Linked DNA regions of Sus scrofa: region 1 is linked to region 2. The links are chromatin contacts, called in public promoter capture Hi-C maps. All regions are on one chromosome and are shown on one strand. Each heading gives the region's core, a stretch centred on a gene start, on an enhancer-like site or on the middle of the called end of the contact. The rest is flanking DNA. Distances are from core to core; before and after follow the strand shown. Region 1 has its middle 5.1 kb from the start of SPATA3. Region 2 holds the start of ITM2C (integral membrane protein 2C).

Evidence for each region. Promoter capture Hi-C pulls out the DNA fragments that hold promoters and counts their contacts.
Region 1: a promoter capture Hi-C map of fetal liver shows a contact between it and region 2, with 2.0 times the contacts expected there. The contact joins the enhancer-like site here to the promoter of ITM2C in region 2. A contact is called at or near these places in 3 of 5 promoter capture datasets (fetal liver, fetal skeletal muscle and liver), 18 of 47 Hi-C or Micro-C datasets (adipocytes, alveolar macrophages, brain and 12 more) and 1 of 2 datasets of contacts at active chromatin or transcription factors (alveolar macrophages).

What each region holds. Positions count from the first base shown.
Region 1 is chr15:131,736,735-131,740,129 of Sscrofa11.1, forward strand. No RefSeq gene overlaps it. Among named protein-coding and RNA genes, the nearest start is that of SPATA3, 5.1 kb to the right of the region's middle. Within about 2 kb of position 1,402, at least 12 of the 83 cell types and tissues checked have an H3K27ac peak or open chromatin away from gene starts, as enhancers often do. A contact at or near this core is called in fetal liver, retroperitoneal adipose tissue and undifferentiated spermatogonia, where this site is marked.
Region 2 is chr15:131,613,113-131,616,187 of Sscrofa11.1, forward strand. It overlaps ITM2C (integral membrane protein 2C), which reads left to right and starts at 1,775. Exons shown (of 6, transcript NM_001123131.1): 1 at 1,775-1,900. The coding sequence starts at 1,775.

The sequences.
Region 1 (3,395 bases), core at 152-2,651, 120 kb after region 2:
CTTCTTGGCACTTTAACAGAACTCTGGTGTCTGGTGAGTTATTAGAGGAAATATATTTTAAATATATATATTAAATATTAATATCAATAATATTAATAATAATAAATAGTTGGTGTTGTTAATACTTAATAATATTAAAATATTAAATCTTTAGTATATTATATTGATTATATTAATATATCTTCCATGGTTCTCGGCACAGAGCTGCTGAGCCCCTTGTAATTTCCTAAGTGATACGAGCACTAAGAGCATCTTTTGTTCTATTATTTGGTCTTTGACCCTGGTTCCTGGGTCTGCGCTTCTAGAGCCCTTGGAATTTCCTGGGTGATAGAAGCGTCTTTGGTTCTAAGGAGACCACTCTGGGTGGGCTCCTGGATGGGAGCTTGTCACCAGAAAGACCAGCCATGATTAGAAGCTTGGATTTTCCAGCTCCCTCCGCCCATTCTCTAGAGAGGGCAGAGGGTCTGGAAATGGAGTTAATAATTGAACATTCTACAGAAAGGAGGGCAGAGGTGCTGGAAATGGAAATAATAATTGGTCTTGCCTGTGTAAGGAGGCCTCCCCCAAACCCCCAGTGGTATGGGGGTGTGGAGCGCTTCCAGGCTGGTAAACACAAGGGCAGGGAGACTGATGCACCTGCACAGGGCATGGAAGCTCCACAGCCCTCCCCACATACCTGGCCCACTACCTCCCTTCCAGCGGGATGTTCACCTGTATCCTGCATCATATCCCTTTGTAATAAACCGCTGAGCAGTAAGTAAAGTGTTCTCCTGAGTTCTGTGAACCGCTCTAGCAAATTAATCAAATCAGAAGAGGGGATCATGGGGATCTCCTATTTACAGCTGATCAGTCAGAAGCACAGGTGACAACCTGCACTTGGGATCAGCCTGGGAGAAGCAGAGGGCAGTCTTGAGGGACATTGCCCTTAACCTGTGGGACCTGACACTTTCTTTAGATAGTGCAGAATTGAGTAAAACTGTAGGACACAGAATTTCGGGGGGGATGGAGGGGACACCATATATTTGGTCCCGGAACTGTCAGCAGTGAAGTGTTCCATGTGAGACATAAAAGAGAAATACAGGCAGGAAAGACTGTGTTTTTCAAATGCACAGCCATAGAAAACGAACTGGAGGACCCCCAACCATCTCTTGCAGCTCCATTAGTCTATACTAGCCCAGGACTCCGACTCCCAGATCACTCAGGGAGCAGCCAGGCTGAGCCAGGGTACCACCTGCCTACTAGGGTGCCGTCACCTAGAACCAGTCTCTCTGCTGCTCACTGCTTTTCAAATCGTCCAAGTGCAGTCTACTGCTTTTTAAACGTCCCGAATGCACAAAAACCCATTTTATTTGGAGACTTGGGCATAACGGCCCACCCATGGGATAAAGGGATTGTGCTTTTGACACCAAAGACATACGAAACGATAGTGAAACTAATCACAGCCGGCACTACACAGGCGCCCAGCAGCAACCTGCCTAAATGGGAAAATTTCCAAGGAATAGCGGGCAGAGACCCTTGGTCACGACAGGAAGAGGTAGGGCGCCAGGGGTATTGTGACATGCTCCAGGGAAGGGCAGCATTTCCCTTGGCCATCGGAGGACTGGGCCCAGAGGGACAAGGGAGCCGGACCGGACATGGAGCCTGGGGCTCAGCCCTCCGGAGCCCCGGGGGAGGGGAAGGCCGAGCCTCAGCAAGAGGCGCCTGTCCAGGCCATCGAGGGCCACGGCCAGGTAGTGCTGCTGAGCGAGCTCTGGAAGCAGGATGAGTGCTGCGTAACCCTGCAGAACGTTCTGGAGCAGGACATGACCGGTCGGCCGGCCCGACCCTCGTCCACTCGAGCCACGAGCGGCCACAGCAGCTCCAGTAACTGCTCCAGGCGGCAGCCCAAGCGCTCCCGAGACAGCTCGTGGAGATGCGCCGACTGCCCGGCCGCCAAGTCCCAGCGCTGCACGCAGGAGCACAGCAAGACCAGGGACCCGCGGGACTGCAAGTGCGAGGCGGCTCCGGCTCCGGCTGCGGCAGGGACCTCGGGCTCCGAGTCGGCGGAGGACTCGGGGTCCGACTGCCAGAACCCCAGGCAGCCGCGGACGTCGGCCGGGCCCCGCGCGCGGCTGCTCCTGGTGCTGTGCCGCGCGTCCGCGCTGCGCTCGCAGCTGCCGCGGCTGCAGCTGCTCCTGCAGCAAGTGCGCGCCCGGGACCGCCGCCCGCCCGTCGCGCTCGTCGGGATCATCGTGCAGCCACGGCACGACGAGGAGGCGGAGGCGCGGCGCCGTATGGAGGCCCTGCTGTGCGGCGCCTTCGCCCCGCACAGCCCCGCGGTGGAGGTGCACACGGCCGTGTTCCGCCCCAGCTGCCGGGAGGGCGCCCTGGACATCCAGCGCGCCACCTGCGGAGCGCGCAAGGTCGCGGCACGGGGTTGCGTCCCCCTCGTGGATCGGGCGACTCAGACGGATGGTGAGGGGCCCGAGGGCGGGGGGTGGGAACGCCAGGTTGCCCCCGCGTGTCCCCGGGTGGGAAACTTTAAATACGGAGGGAGTCTCCTGACCCCGCTGGTCCCAAGTAGTGGACAAATGCTCTATGTCACGGTCCCCTGTCCTCACTCCTCCACTTACACCGTTGGGGGTAAAGATGACCTAGACTCACCCCAGGTGTCTCTCGGGCCCAAAATGTGCTAATTAATTTGTATTGAAACCTCCCACCTACCGACCCGACTCCCTTCCCTTTGACCACTGCCCCTAATAATCAAGCCTTTCTAAAGTAAGGATTTGGGAGTTTGCAGTTTGGGAGCCCGTTCCCTCCTCGCCACATCCCCTCCTCCTTGCTTGGTTCTTTAGTCTTCTCCTCCAAGGGATCACAACTGCAATAAAAAACGCATGCCTCCCCCGAGCCAGACGCTGCTCTAAGGGCTTTTCCAGACGTATCCTCACAACAACCCTCTAAGGAAGACGCTGGGTTAGAGCAGCCACTGGTGGTCAGGTGCTTATCCGCAGCCCTTGAGATCTTTCCCATCAGGGGATCCAGGCCTGTGGCCCCAGCAGGTTACTCTGTGGGCTTGAGGGCCCCAGCGGTGGGCTCTTAAACGGGCTCCAAGTGCCTCTGTCTCCCAGAGCCCCTCCGTGGGGCAGGGGTAGAGTGGAAGGGCATACTCTGGGCGCAGTGGTCCAAAGCCCGGTTACTGGAGGCTCTGCCACCCTTCTGTAGGCCACCAGAGCAAGATGTCCTCTCTTCCGATTAGCTGCCCTCCTGACATGTGGAGGTGAAGGGCCAGTTGGTATCTGTGGTGCCACCCAGCTCTAAGATCCTAGTTTCAGGACGAGCAGTGACAGGCTTGTTCTGGGTGCCCAGGGTGCATCCAGAGGGTCAGGGACTTTTTGGTCAGGACCTCACCCTGACTG
Region 2 (3,075 bases), core at 525-3,024:
GCTGGATTCTTAACCTGCTGTGCCACCAAAAAACTCCTGAAATAACCAGTGATTTAAATTGTAATGAGCCAATCTCTTTCAAGAGGAGCACTCTACTACTCAGTTTGGAAAAAGAGGTAAACACAGGCAGAAGTTCCCATTTGGGGCTTTAGTTTTATTTATTTATTTTGTCTTTTTAGGGCTGCACCCGCTGCATATGGAAGTTCCCAGGCTAGGGGTCTAGTAGGAGCTGTAGCTGCCAGCCTACGCCAGAGCCACAGCAAGGACAGAGCCCAGCTGTGTCTGTGACCTACACCACAGCTCAAGGCAACACTGACGGATCCTTAACCCACTGAGTGAGGCCAGGGATGGAACCCACGTCCTCATGGATGCTTAGTCAGATTTGTTCCACTGAGCCATGATGGGAACTCCCTGAAGCTTTAGTTTTATTTTTATTTGTCTTTTGTCCTTTTAGGGTCACACGGGGCATATGGAGGTTCCCAGGCTAGGGGTTTAATCGGAGCTGTTGCTACCAGCTTACACCAGAGCCACAGCAAAGGCCAGATCCTAGCCGCATCTGCAACCTACACCACAGCTCACGGCAATGCAGGATCCTTAACCCACTGAGCGAGGCCAGGGATGGAACCTGAAACCTCATGTTTCCTAGTCGGATTCATTTCCACTGCGCCACGACGGGGAACTCCTGGGGCTTTAGTTTGAAAATGAACTGTCCCAGGGATTGATTATAGGCGATCTTCTCACTGGGGCCAATCCTGGCATCTCAACTGGGTTGAGGGGGAGTGGGAGGAGTCACGGGAGAGGGTGTGGCCAAGCAGCCCAAAGGCATCCCTGGTAAGATAAGGACTGGGCCTCCAGACACCCTACCCTGAGGATTTTCCCAGCACACTTGGCCACAATCCTCTGGATGGATGAGAAATGGGCAACAGGACCCTTCACTCAGTAACTGAGCCTTAGCTAACACAGACAGCCAAAGAGCTGGGGCTGCCTTCATTTCTCTACTCCCAGTGTTCTCGCAAGGACCCCCAGGGGCCCTCACGGAGGGTCTGCAGGAATGAAGGATGAAGGAAAAAGGATGATAAAGAATGAAGGAGGTGTGGATGGATGCAAGACGCGGAACCAAGGCAAACCGTTAGGTACCTGGCCCTGAAGTGTCCTCCCAGGGCCCAAGACAGATCACAGATGAGAAGAGAAAGCGGGAGTAGGGAGCCGTGGGAGCAGGTACAGTGGGGGCGTCACCATTTCCAAAGAGGAGGGTATGAGGTGGGTGGAGCGATGGGGAACTTGTCTAGAAGATGCGTTTGCCTGGCAAACACAACTGTGTTCTGGGGATGCTGGTCTTGGAGAGGCAGCTGAAAGGGATAAGGCTGCGAAGGGGGCACAGTCCATTCCTGATTGGATGGTTGGATGGATGGATGGATGGATGGACGTCTGGATGGATGGACGGAGTGAGTGAGTGAGTGAGTGAGCGAGCGAGCGAGGCAGCGAGCGAGCAGTAGACGGAACCTCAGACTTCCCCAGGGCGGAGCCCCGCGCCGGGCAGGGGTCACTGCGAGGCCCGCGGACGGGAAGGGGGCGCAGGCGCGGCGGGTGCCAAGGCCCTCCCTTGGGGGCGGGGGCGGGGAGGGCTGGGGGTGGGGTTAGAGAAAAGGACGCGAACGGGATCCAAACTTCCGGTGCCTGCGGAGCCCGGAGCGGCGGTGCTACAGATCCAGGCTGCGCCGGTGGTGGCTGCACGGGCAGAGGCTGCAGGGCGGACGCACGGCCGGGCGCAGCCATGGTGAAGATCAGCTTCCAGCCGGCGGTGGCCGGCATCAAGGGCGACAAGGCCGACAAGGCTTCGGCCTCGGCCTCCGCCCCGGCGCCCGCCCCGGCCGCTGAGATCCTGCTGACGCCGGCTCGGGTGAGAGGGGCCCCGGGGTCTCAGGCGGGGGGCAGGGGACCCAAGCGCGTCTTGCCGATTCTGGCGACTGCCTGAGGCGCGTCGGGACCCCGGCGCGGGGGTGGGAGTCCGGAATGGGTCATCCATCCTAAAGTGGGGAGGGGGCTTGGGTCCTGTTCTTAAGTGGCAGCCGAAAGCGTCATTCCGAAGAGTGGGGGTGGGGGGGTTCCGAGTCGCTGGTCCCAGGTGGGGAAGTGCTCGGGGTTTCTGCCAAAAGTGGAGGGGGCCCCAGGTGCCTGGCCTCAAATAGGGGGAGGGGGCTGGTCCCAAGAAGTTGGAGAAATGTTGGTGGGGGTGTAGGAATCTGGTTCCAATCAAGGAGGGGCCGAGAGTCGAGTCCCCAGGTGGGGGATGGGAGGAGGGTTGGACATTGTTTCCCCAAAGTAGGGCGGTGGGTTGTGATTGGTGGGGAATTGGGGGGGGGGCGCGTCTGCTGCCGACGAAGGAGGAGGGACTCTTGATTTCGTCCCTCCGGGGGACTGGTGGGGGAGAAGGATGTGCTGCCAGCCTCACCTGAATTTGGTGGATCAGAAAGTGATGAAACATGAAATGGAAATAAACCAGAACCGGCCTGGCCGCTCGTCTGGGATTCGAGATTCGAGATTCTTAGGAGACTGGGCGCTCCGATCCCATCCCAGCCCCTGCCGGCCTTCTTGCTCTCTTCTTCTTTCCTCCCTCGGCTGTCTCTAGCTCGGGGCTACCCCTTCCACCCGGTTGGGAGGCTCCTCTGCAGGCAGCCCCGGTGCCTTCCCCGCATCCCGGCCGCGCTTTGTGGGGGCGGGCCTCGGTGCACCCCGCCCCCTCCATCGTCCTCCCCCTCCTCCCCTTTCCCTCCGGCCTGGGGGAGAGGAGGCATTTCCGCCGTGGAAAACTGTCTGAGCTGCGTGGAGTCTGACCGGGGGAGGGCCCGAAGGGGGCTGGACGCGTGGCGGCAAGGAGGGGAGGGCGAGCTGGTCCAGCCAGCCTTTAGAGTGCCCGGGCAAAGGTGTGTACGTCGCCCCTGGAGGTCTTGGGGCCCAGCTCCCGTCCCCTGCACTCCCGGGCTGGCTTTTGAGGAGTCTTCCTCAGCGTCAAGGCCCCTCCCGAAGTTGATGGCTCAGACTAAAGCTTGCGGGGAGGGGGCGGGGCGCGGCGGC